Regions from separate parts of the Drosophila melanogaster genome. Here region 2 is linked to region 1. Evidence: chromatin contacts called from public Hi-C data. All regions are on one chromosome and are shown on one strand. The core of a region is the stretch at or near the end of the contact, and the rest is flanking DNA. Distances in the headings are between cores, read along the strand shown.

Region 1 (6,625 bases), core at 1,101-3,600:
CCTGCGCTGCAATTTGGATCCCTTTGAACAGTATGCTGATGAAAAATTGTGGGAGGCCTTAGAAGAGGTGAGTAATTACCAAACCTGACAATCATAACTATAATTAAACCATTTTCCCTCGCCAGGTGCACCTCAAAGATGAGGTATCCGAGCTGCCGAATGGCCTGGAAAGTGTGGTTGCCGAGGGCGGATCCAACTACAGTGTAGGTCAGAGGCAGTTGGTCTGCTTGGCCAGGGCGATTCTCCGCGAGAACCGCATCCTTGTGATGGACGAGGCTACCGCAAATGTAGATCCCCAAACAGACGCCCTCATACAATCCACCATTCGCAGGAAGTTCAGAGATTGCACAGTTCTGACCATAGCTCACAGGTTGAACACGATCATCGATTCGGACAGGGTCATGGTTCTGGACGCTGGTACTCTAGTGGAGTTCGGATCACCATTCGAACTACTGACCCAATCGTGGAGCAAAGTCTTTTACGGGATGGTGCTCCAGACGGGTCGGTCGAGTTTCGAGCACCTTCTGAAGCTGGCACTTGAGGTCAGTAGATGAATATTTATTAATTTTGTTTTGTTGGTAATGCTTTCTTTGCAGGCCCACGAAAGAAGACTGCTATCTCAATGATTAGAGCGTATATAATTCAAATATATTCCATTTTCCATTTTTTTTGTTTCTTAAAAGCCGATTGCGATTAATGAGAAATACAATTTTTTGATTACAATGTTGTTATTACAGTATTGTGGTATACAAACAAGAGAGAATGCTATAGTCGAGTTCCCCGAAATAAATCCCAAGGTGCATCCCATAAAACTACCTTATGTAATAGACGGAGGATGACATAGGCCACCTCCTCCACATAGTCGAGTCTATAAAGACCAAAATGTTAGTTGTTGGCTCAACGCATGTTGGCTCGGATTCAAGGAACTGCTAGGACGCGGGGAGTCTCAGGTCCATTACTTTACAAGTAACTTACTCGGGCGGATTTCGCGCACCTTGCTTAATCGGGTTGATGTACTTGAGAGACCCATTGCTGTTGCCACCCAACACCTTGTCGTTGACAGATCTGCAAAATAACAATAGATTTTTACTCTTTGCCCAATGGCAACCCGTTGTATGTCACATGCTCAACTCGCTTGTCAAGTAACATCGATATGCAAAGGGATCCCCATTACCTGTGGACCTCCAGATAGAGTCCGTTAATGTTCATGGACGACTCGGGATCCATCCTGTTTTGAAGATAACGCACTCGCTGTTCCCATTTTTATCGTAACAATATTTACCGAAAAATCACAATTAAAATTTATGTCAGTCTACATAAAGAATTATATATCAGTGAACTAAAATGGGAGACCTGCCAAAAGTTTGAAGTTTTGAGGCTGTCAACTTTTTCAGTGCTATAGTGATTGAACAACGCTCCAGTAGCCAATCCTTTGTTAAAAATATAAAAAAAAATAGAACCCTGTGGAAAGATAACGATATCCGTTGTTCCCCAAAAGCAAATATGTATATCCAAAGATGAACATACATTTGTTTTAAGCGTTTATTAACTCAGCTTTACTTTAGCTATACTTAAGCTACTTACCCATCAGATTAAAAACAAGAGAGAATGCTATAGTCGAGTTCCCTCGCACAGCTGGAAGTGTGAACGAGAAATTTCAATATTTTTTGGAATATTGGTAGAAATTGGAAACAAAATAATAAAATAAAAATTTAAATGTTGCTGAGAATGTGGGCGTGACAGGTTTACGCGGCTTGTGGGCGTAAAGTATTTTGGCATATAAATTTACAAAACTAACATAAAAATCAAAAAATAGTAAAACATTTTTCAAAAGTTTGGGCATGACAATTTCGGGCTGTTTATGGGCGTTAGATTGGAAATCGGTTCTACAAAATTGCGCTACGTCTATGTCTCTAGAACCACTGTTCTTAATCTCAACCTTCTAGCTTTTATAGTTCCTGGGATCTCGACGTTCATACTAGATCGACTGATCCTGATCAAGAATATATATATATGTAGTTGGTCGGAAACGCTTCCTTCTGCTTATTACTTACTTTTCAACGAATCTAGTATACGAATATCGGGTATAAAATTTATTTTAAATATCTTTGTTAAATTTTATGAGCTGTTGATAACGAAATCGAAAAGTTTGTACTTTTTTTTAAATCAAGTGCATTAAAATTAAATTTGTGGCTTAAAATGTATTGTAATAGCTTATAACTTATTATGCTGTAGCATACGAAAAATGGTTCTTAAAATCCTAACTTGCATGAGTTGAATATTTCGAAATTTCAAATGTTCCCGGCTACTTAGTTGTAAAGTGTGGCCGTTTCTCCTACATCGAAATCGATAGGTTCGAAATGTAAACAAACATGGAAACTGAAACTGAAGCGCAGAAATTGTATTAGCTATGGCCAAAAATGTAAAGAAATTAACGTTGGCCAACAAGTTGGCAAAACGCGGAGATCTTATAAAACCCACGGAAATAAAAAGTCGTCCAAATAGGGCGGATAACGTGAGGGTAGGCGGAAATGCATGATAAACAATGAAATTGATACTCAAGACGCAGTTTCTAAATCTTCCAGGATATAGAGGATCTGGTTGGTGTATCTGCTGGCGCAGCAGGATCGAGTAGCTCAGTGTTCTTCTCCCCCGTGCAAACCCGCAAGCAGCGTCTCTTAAATGGGGAAGCCGTGAAGAAAACTAACATTAAAATGGAGCCCTTGTCTCCAGCTCGAGTGGCACCCAAAAAGTTTAGAAAGGATGATCGCATGGTAACCAGAGTTCAAATGGGTTCGGCTACTGTGGTCATATGCAAGGTGGTCCCTGATGCTGTGGACTCCCCAGTGAGAGTGGATAAGATAAGAGAGGAGGTGGAACCCCAAATAAAACAGGAAGCTCCGGAGGATTCCCCTTCTTTTTCTGAGGTGCAAGCACCACATCCTTTGTGGTTTAACCACCTAGAAAACATTCGCATTATGAGAAACTCCAGAACTGCGCCAGTGGACACCATGGGATGCCACCGATGCGCCGATTTAAAAGCAGACTCGAAGGTATTTCCAATAAGTGGAATTAAGTACATAGAAGAATATGTTACAAGCAAACAACTTCCTTGCAGACCCAGCGCTTCCAAAACTTAGTGGCATTGATGCTGTCCAGTCAAACCAAAGACCAAACTACTTATGAAGCCATGAATCGCCTTAAAGACCGAGGTCTAACTCCACTGAAAGTAAAGGAAATGCCAGTGACTGAACTCGAGAATTTACTGCATCCCGTATCCTTCTACAAGGTTTGGTGGAATTAATAATAAATAAATATATCGCACTTACTCTCGATCTCTTCCAGAACAAAGCTAAATACCTCAAGCAAACCGTGGAGATACTGACGGACAAGTATGGTTCGGACATTCCAGATAATGTCAAGGACCTTGTAGCTCTTCCAGGAGTTGGCCCCAAGATGGCCCATATATGCATGGCAGTGGCCTGGAACAAGATAACCGGAATCGGAGTGGACGTCCACGTCCACCGCCTTTCTAACAGGCTGGGCTGGGTGCCGAAGCCCACCAAGGAGCCCGAGCAAACCCGTGTGGCGTTGGAGAAGTGGCTGCCATTCAGCCTCTGGTCAGAGGTCAATCATTTGTTCGTGGGATTCGGACAAACCATTTGCACCCCAGTGAAGCCAAATTGTGGGGAGTGCCTGAACAAGGACATTTGTCCTTCAGCCCATGCTGAAACTAAAGAAAAAAGGAAGAAAGACCGATAGGAAAGAGGTTCAGCGAACGCTGAAAAAGGTTTTAGGTTTCTAAGTGTTTCTGAAATTATTAGTGCTAAGAAAAATATTGTGTTACCCATAAGAAAATAAATGAATTATTAAGGGGGCTGTAAGTCCTGTAAAAAATAAAAAATTTTGTGGTTTTTCTTTTTTTGTTTTAACTGAAAAAGGTATATTCCCAATTTATTACAATAATTCAGTTTTTCAGGAAAAATATTGAAATATTGACACTACAATATTTCGTATTTCTTATATACTAAATAGATGTTATTCCTACGTGTTCGACCTACGGCCACACTATCAGCTCTACGTTCGCGCGTTTTATTGTTTACCAGCGGCCCTTGTGAAATTATATAGAATACTCAATTACAAATCCCTCAAAAGCCAAGAAAATGAATGATTCATGTAAGTATAGCCCGTAGCTCAGAGAAATTAAGGGAACTAATAACGAAGCTCGTTTTAGTTGGAGATTTCAATGCCACACAAACTGCGCCAACTGGAGCCGCCAGCAATCAAAAGGGAGAAGTAAGTGAGTGAGACGCCAGTAAAGTTGCACAACCTAACATGATTCCGTATGATTGCAACTAGGGAATAGTGCCCCTGGTGGTGAAGCAGATTGTGGACGCCCCAGAGGGAAACATCGAGTTGTTCGGCATGCAGTACGCCATGGCATGTGTTGTGGCCATAGTGCGGAACGTGGAGACTTCCTCGACGAAGATCACCTACACCCTGGAGGATCATAGCGGCAGGATCGATGCGCACTACTGGCTTGAGGAGGGCGACGCTCTCAAGGCACCCGAAGTAATGGTCAACAACTACGTGAAGGTCTACGGCACCACCCGGTCGCAAGGCGGTTCCAAAACCCTAATGATCTTCAAGCTACTGCCCGTTTTGGATCCCAACGAGGTGTGCACCCACCTGCTGGAAGTACTCAATGCCCGCTACAGGGCCGAGGACTACCAGAGCAAGGGTGGAGCTGGAGCTGGTGCAGGGGCTTCTTCCGGCTCAGGCTCCATAGCTGATTTCACCGCCTCCCAGAGCTCGGCCATTGTCAGTGGGCTGGAGCCCAAGCAGCAGGCCGTATTCCAGGCCATCAAGAGCAATGTTTCCGAGGAGGGCATCTCCCGCAAGGAACTGAAAGCCAAATTCTCCCACATCAGCGACTCTGAGTTGACGTAAGTTGTTTATCCAAAACTATTGCATCATTTGATATTCTTTATTAATTAATATTAATTATAACATTTTATTGTTCCTATTTTTACAGCAACATTCTGGACTTTATGATTTCCGAGGGACACATTTATTCCAGCATTGACGCAGATCACTTTATTTGCACAATGTAAATCAAATCGTGTAACCACTATTTAATTTAAAAATGCGTATTGAATATATGTATTAAGTTTTTGAAAAACGGGAACATTTTCCATATATTAGTTGTACATTAAATATTTCTTATATAATCAGAAAGTGATTTTGGGATATTTTTTATTGGGACTGTTGAAAATGTGTATTTGAGGAAATCTTGCTCTTCAAGTTGCCGGTGTATGTGTATATTTACGGCTTATCATATGAAAAGTCTTCGGATTCATAGTCCTAAGGGAATTTAAAATATCTTACAAAAAAGATAGAAAACCTGAAATATTTTAATTATTTTATGTTTAATTAATATTCTTGTTCATTTATAAAATTGTAATGGATTATAAAGTTTTTTTGAATCGTTTCACTTTGCTTCATTTGATAAAAGGATGTGATAAGTTCATACCGCTTTATTTCATTATCAATTTATTTTTTAGATATATAACTAACTAACTTTTAACGCTAGTAAGTTAATTGTTTAATTAGGTAATGCATATTTTGATTGTATATCGGGCATAGTTAGATCGGATTGCAAAAAATTTATAAAATTCATTCAATGCGTTTTATTTCATTAGTTTTTGAATTTATCATAGAAAATTACAAGCTCAGGAATCAAAATCAAAACATAATAGGCATGCAAATCAAAAATTAAGATTAATATTTGTTGTGGGAATTTATAGCGCAAGAGAGCATTCCCCTTGGTCCCCAGGATCTTGCCAGTGAAGTTGAACTGCGCAAGTGTAAGGATTCATTTTGCGGTCGGAGTGGATAGCTAATTGTATAAAAAACCACCTTGGGATACTGATTAACGGGCACGAAGACCTTTTGGGTAATCTTTATCGGCTTCTGCTTGTACACGTCTGCGTATAACTCCTTGCCGGGAATACGTCCAGTGCCATAGACACGGTCCACAGCTGCAATGTGGGATTAATACCATTAAAATACCCTGTAAAGGGCCGAATTGATTTTACCCTCGGCAATTAGCAGTGCGCAAAGTGGAAACTCCGCGGACAATCACTGGCTCTCCTCGACCAAATCGGCGAGAAACTTTTGGGTCACCTCGTTCAGACGCGGCTGGTGGTCGTGGGAAGGTGGCTGTTTCAAAGGTAACGCGCTTGCTGTTCCCATTTTTATCGTAACAATATTTACCGAAAAATCACAATTGAAATTGATGTAGACTGAATAAAGAATTATATATCAGTGACTTAAAAAGGGAGACCTGCCAAAAGTTTGAAGTTTTGAGGCTGCCAACTTTTTCAGTGCTATAGTGATTGAACAACGGTCCAGTCGCCAATCCTTAGTTAAAAATATAAAAAATAGAACCCCGTGGAAAGATAACCATATCCGTAGTTGTTCCCCAAAAGCAAATATGTATATCCAAAGATGAACATACATACATTTGTTTTAAGCGTTTATTAACTCAGCCTTACTTTAGACATTTACAGTCATACTTAAGCTACATCAGATTAAAAACAAGAGATAATGCTATAGTCTATGT
Region 2 (6,185 bases), core at 1,398-3,897, 340 kb before region 1:
ATAAAAATATGAAAAAATATCAACTCATTTTCTAAAAGTGTGGGCGTGGCAGTTTTGTGCGGTTTGTGCGTCTTTGTTTCTACAATCTATACGCTGAGTCTTAACCTTCTAGCTTTTACAGTTCCTGAGATCTCGACGTTCACACGGACAGACGGCCAAATCGACTCGGCTATTGATCCTGATCAAGAATATATATACTTTACATGATCGGAAACGCCTCATTCTGCCTATTACATATTCGTACCTATTACATACCGTTACTCGTAGAGCATATTACTCGTAGAGTAAGGGGTATAACAAAAGTGAATGCTAAAGTCGAATTCCCAGACTAACAGATACCCGTTACTCAGCTAGTGGGAATACGAACGCAAAGTTTCATAATTTTGTTGTCTTACGATACAGATCAGGAAATACTATATTAAAATGAAACATTTAAAACATACTTGGGCTGCGTCTATGTCTCTGTAATCTGCATGCTTAATATCAACTTCTAGCCTTTATAGTTCCCGAGATCGAGGAGTTCATTAGGAAGGACTCAAAACCTTTTACATACTTTTTAACAAATCGAGTGAATCTGGTAAAATCTCTATATACTTCACTGCGGCACAAAGTTCTGGCTTAAATCAATATACCCTATTATTATTCAAAAACCGCTTAAATTGATATATGTATAAAATATACAAACTATAAATAAGCAAGGTGATACAAAAGGCATTGACAGCCCCAATTATGTTCTGTATTCTTTAGTTATATTTTAAAGGGCACACCCATTCCATTTTTCTAGTTAGTAAAGCACTAAAAAGCCGAAACCGTAGAACTTTCCCTGTTTCTCGTTATGAACCCACATGGATTTGAATCTAATTGAGCACATCCTCATTACAGAAGCAGACGAAGTCAGATCTGAACGAGCAATTCAGGGTTGCCCTCCCCCGTTTAACCTCATTGGTGCTGATTTGATTTGATTATTGCAAACATTTTTCACACCTTACACTTCATTGCGAAACTGAAATTCCAAAGCCCGGCAATTTATATGCCAAACCAACGGTGGGTGACCAAATATTGACGCAAAGTTAAAAGCGTGACCTTTCGCAGATTCTATATCAGACGTCCACGATTATGACAGAATTATATTTTTTAATTGGCAAGAAAATCAATTGTATTCTCTAAGAGCCTTTTTCAAAAACATTAACATTTTAGAAGACGAAGTCATAAACATTCTTAAGCTCCGCCGACGTCACTGCAATCTGCATGCCCAATCTGCCCAATATCATTCGACTAAATTACACAGTAAAATTTACCTATAGGGCGCGCTTTTTTAAAAATTAATCAGAAATTGTTTCAGCTTCCCAAAATGTACAAAAAAAAAACAGTAAAAGATAAAAACAAATCAGGATAAAACACAATTAGCATAGACCAACTTAAAATTAAAATTAAGAATAGTAGCTTCAACAAACCGGAGCTTATATACCCTTTCCGTAATTTGATATTAAAGATAGAACAGCTTCATCCAGATTTCTGTTTAAAACCGAAATTATATACTGTCAAACACTGGTGTATACCGAAAAAGAAGATATATTAAATATTCTTTATCAGGAATATATATATTTTATATGGTCGCAAATGTCCACCTAAAATCAATATACTCTCTGACAGGGAATAAAAACAAAGAACAAAAGAAGTCAATGCGTATACGTGTAAATGTGTACACACATGAAATTCGGTTTAAGGAGGTAACACTGTAAGCCATGTATATAAATAGTAAAAAGTGTGACTGTTTGGTGTTTGCTTACAATACAATTATCTCAATCGGACTTACCTTTTAGTTGAATTCTGCACACAGTGGGCTCAAATGTGGGCGTCAACGCTAACGTTGCAAACAGCTGATTATATAGCGGAGACACATCCGAAATAATATTTAAAACACGCCATTTACACTTTCCGCACGAAATACGGAGCTTTGATGTGAAAAACAGAAACAACACATTAAAATCGAACAAGGTGGTAGCACAAACACAACAGCACGGAACACCAATACAACCGCTCCCGAAGGGCGACGAACGTCGTGCTGCAGTTGTTTGTGCTTTGAAAAAATCTACATTTGTTGTCGTCCTCGGTACTGGGATTTCACAATTATTAAAATGCTTCTTAGCAACTAAACTAGGGAACAACGAGATTGTTATATTCACACACACGCTTTTGTTGATGTAGTCGCTGGTTTTTTCACATCCCCTCTACCGAGAACAGTGAAAAGGGATGGTTCAAATGATAAATATCCCCAGCGCAACGATACAGATTTGTTTTCTGGTCTATAAATCGCATTTTGCAAATCTCGTTCGTTTGAAACAAAGCGACTGGGAAAATGTATGCCTCACTGCTTTGGCAACACTTTTTTTTACATTTTTTTTTAGTGAAAAGGCACTCACAAACGCACACCAGCACAAACATTGGAACAATCACGCACTCGAACGACGCTGCTTACCAAACGCGCCAGTAATATTATCAACTGCCTTTGCTTTCGTTTGTTTTCTTGCAAACTTAGCTTTCCTCGGATTTACTGGCGAAAAATGTAGTTTTGCACTTGATTAATTAGCAACAGAATACCACCGATGATGCGCCACCCACGTCCGAACCAGTGTGACCGCAGTGTACAGTAGGACTGTACCGTAACTATTTTAAAATACCAAGCAAGTATTTATCAGAATATACCACACCTACGAAAAAAAATTGCTTAATTATTTTTGTTTTTTGAGACTTCCTCTAAGCGCCTATTACACTAGCACTTAATTTTTTCTTAAGTAAGATAAATAAATGTCCATGTTTTGCCAATGGGTTCCAAAAATAGGGTTCTATGTCAAGGTGCAAAAAAACCGAACCTTAAATTAGGATTAAACAAACTAAATATTTCTAAAATTTAGTAATCTCATTCAAATTTAAAAATGTTACATATATCCTACACATTTGTACATGTGTAGTTCCAAAAAACTTAATGTACTTCCTTATGTTCACTGCCTCCACGTATTGCTGTACCAGAATCCTTGTGGCTTACTAATTAAAATCAGAACTAAAATTCAGTTGTGTTATAAGAGACGTCAAAAGAGTATGTTACTTTCGTGCTTAAAGAAAGTATGAAAAAATGATAATATAAACCGTATTATTACAACAAAAAAAAACCGGTAAGAGCTAAAAAAAAAGGGAGGATGACCTGACCTTGATAAGTTTCAAACTAGGCACGATTTATATACATCTATTATTATGTCCTAGGTCCTAGGAGACCTACATACGTGCTACCATAACCCTGTGGTAGTCAGCTCATATGTATGTTGAACAGGTATTTTAATTTTAAAGAATTATCTTTTGCTTAACAAGGTTTTCCGAACAGTTAAGGTGTACGAAGAGCACGGCAGCCGCCAGGCGTGCTTGCAACTCCTGTTGGCTTAAATCATGTGCCCACTCCACGCGACCCCAGAACTTAAGTTGGTATTCTTCCTCTAGACGCGCCAGGGCCACAGCCTTCTCCACGGTAAGCATCTGCTCGATGACGGCGCAGGCAAGGACAATCGACTTTAAGGTGTCCACAGCGAAAATGAAGCCTGGAGGAAAATATATTTAATAGACGTTGAACTCCAGACTTATGGTCTGCATTACCATGCAGAGTTTCCAAACTGTAGGACTGAAAATGCTTTGCGACATTCATTTTATCCTGCTCGCTGACCTGAGGCGGCGTTATGTTCATGGTCTTCTGCAGGTTTGTGTCGTAGCGCTGGTTGAACCAGGCGATCACCGGGTCCCATTCATTCACCTGAAGGTCCTGCAGGTCCTTTTCGTCCTGCAAAAGATATATGTCTGTGGAATGTGCACTCTAATTCTCAGTTGATTCACTCACATCGTACTGGAAGAGCACCGTGTCTGTGGCGATGAAGTTGAGAAGGTAGTTGACCATGTCCAACTTGGAGAGGTGATTGGGATTGTCAATGGCCGTGAAGCAGAGCGCGGATAAGTGCATGCGGGAACGCTCGATGTTTTCCTTCTGAGCGTCGAACTCAGTGGCTACAGCAATGGCCAGGGGTTCGCTGCGGACGATGAAGGGTGTGCCCTTGGGCGTTTTCAGTTTCCGGTGATCCAACACCACTTCATAGCCGCTGTCGCCGCTCAGTACGGAAGTCTTCTTGTAGAATCGCTTGGGAGGAGAGGCTGCAGGAGAAGAACCGCCGATCGCGGGATGTTATGAAATGGCAACACACGTTTTTATTCTGGCTATCGCGGCTTACCATAGTGGCGCACAGTGAAACTGCTAGCGGCTCCTTTGCACTGGCTGAAATTGGTCAACCGGAGAGCTCGGATGGCGCTAACTACATACTTTCCGTTCATTTTTAGAGTTTGTCTGCCTGTCTACTTGTCTTCAGCTGTTTAACAGCAGAGTTGAGTTTTCAGTGTGGCTGTAGTACTTTTTCCACAAATCTCAATAAATCAGTCGTAGGTACTGTTTACCTTTCTGTGCTACTCCACTGCCTTCATAAGGACATCGAGGGTATTCCCTTAGAGGAATTAATCGCCATTTATAGCTTCTAGTCGAGTAAGCTTTTAACACTTGGGTCTCTTTTAGCGACTGCAGATGTCACTATGCGCACTAATTGCATGTGCGGTATTTTTAAAAAACTTGTTTGTTTTTATTAATTTCTGACTATTGGATATGACCATTGTATATGTTTGGCCTCATCATATTTTTGGCACATCGATACAATGTGCAAGACAAATGATAAAATCAAAACCTTTTCCAAAACTGTAGCAGTGACAGTTGTGGGCGTTAGTATGATTGAGGCAACGTTCTGAAATAAGCTTGCAACGCTGAAACTTTAGCAACATATTCTAAGATAGTGGTGGCTCTTTCTAACCATCTAAACACATTCCTTTATAAGAATTTTATTTAAAAATATGAATCCTTATTTTTGGGCAAACAAATGTTCTAAAGTTGTAACATACAAATTTTCAAATGGATTAATTCGTACCATTATAAAGTATGTATATATATTATTACTAAATTATTCTGTACTACTAATGTGGGATGTATAGATTACACATACTAGTTTTGTTGTAACTTTCGGTTGCTACTTTAAATTAGAAAAAATCTGTATCCACCATTAAATTATAAACTCATGTCTTTATATAAGCAATACAATAAAATAAATTAATTTGTAACCAATGAATAACTAACAACATATACATACATATATATATATATATCGGGTAACCGTTCAGTCTATAAATTTCAGGACCTGTTGCAAGCACTCATTTATCAATCATTCTATCCCAAACATAGTTACTGTTACATTTTTTGTGTTGTTCAATGTTTTGATTAAAAGCAGATATGGAGCGTGCCTACATAAACATCGAGAAAAACGAGGATAATAATCAAACTTTTGAAAAATGTTTTGATATTTATTCATATTTTTATTAGTCTTAAAAATTTCTGTCGATTTGCCAAACAACTTTTTGACCCGCCCATTCTATAGCCCTAAAACCGCAAAAAACTGCCACGCTGTTTGATAAAAATTGATCAAAAATGGCAAAATATTGATTAAAAACAAGAGAGAATGCTATAGTCGACTTCCCTGACTAGCAACCTTCTAGCTTTTATCGTTCCTGAGATCTTGACGTTCATACGGACAGACGGACATACCTAGATCGACTCGGCCATTGATCCTGATCGAGAATATACTTTACATTGTCGGAAACGCTTCCTTCTGCCTGTTATATACTTAACAAGGAATCTAATATACCCTTTTACTCTATAAGAATTTTGACGTATCAGTTTATTCAAACGAAAGGGCAGAGCCAGATTGAATAAGCTGTTGGGAACATTTCCTTTTACCTGTTTTCAAGGAATCTAGTATACCCTTAGGCTCCGTAATAACAGTGAAACTAATATTGATTTTTCGCATTTTTATTACAAAATATTGCATTGACAATTGTATATCAATTATTGTTGAATTTTACTTATTAAATTTATTTAAAAGCAAAATTGAGTTTTAAATTTAATAAATGATGAATTTGTACGTAGCTAGAGCAAACATCACACGCAAGGAAAACTGTTTTACATTAAATATTGCGCTATGGGTTTATTATTTTTCTTTAACTATTTAAGCAATGCGCCTAGAGGGAAAATTGCGTAACTTTGTGTATTCATA

Evidence for each region. Hi-C and Micro-C count contacts between places; a contact is called where the count stands out from the background.
Region 2: a contact with region 1 is called in a Hi-C map of the Kc167 cell line, with 2.1 times the contacts expected there.

Annotation. Positions count from the first base shown.
Region 1 is chr2L:20,923,585-20,930,209 of dm6, reverse strand. It overlaps Nthl1 (Nth-like DNA glycosylase 1), which reads left to right and starts at 2,350. Exons shown (of 4, transcript NM_136234.3): 1 at 2,350-2,521; 2 at 2,586-3,053; 3 at 3,119-3,289; 4 at 3,346-3,891. The coding sequence starts at 2,411. The coding sequence ends at 3,762. It overlaps RPA2 (Replication protein A2), which reads left to right and starts at 4,063. Exons shown (of 4, transcript NM_136233.3): 1 at 4,063-4,176; 2 at 4,235-4,296; 3 at 4,360-4,946; 4 at 5,036-5,235. The coding sequence starts at 4,164. The coding sequence ends at 5,114. CG9270 reads left to right here. Exons shown (of 7, transcript NM_206019.2): 5 at 1-67; 6 at 126-542; 7 at 597-754. The coding sequence ends at 626. It also overlaps the pseudogene CR33318 and the pseudogene CR33319.
Region 2 is chr2L:21,259,418-21,265,602 of dm6, reverse strand. CG8671 reads right to left here and starts at 2,647. Exons shown (of 11, transcript NM_001299195.1): 1 at 2,480-2,647; 2 at 1,817-1,955. It overlaps l(2)k14505 (lethal (2) k14505), which reads right to left and starts at 4,435. Exons shown (of 4, transcript NM_001273739.1): 1 at 4,269-4,435; 2 at 3,884-4,191; 3 at 3,646-3,826; 4 at 3,192-3,590. The coding sequence starts at 4,368. The coding sequence ends at 3,340. mir-4974 (mir-4974 stem loop) reads right to left here and starts at 1,670; the gene lies at 1,569-1,670. Hr39 (Hormone receptor-like in 39) reads right to left here. Exons shown (of 8, transcript NM_165364.2): 8 at 5,928-6,185.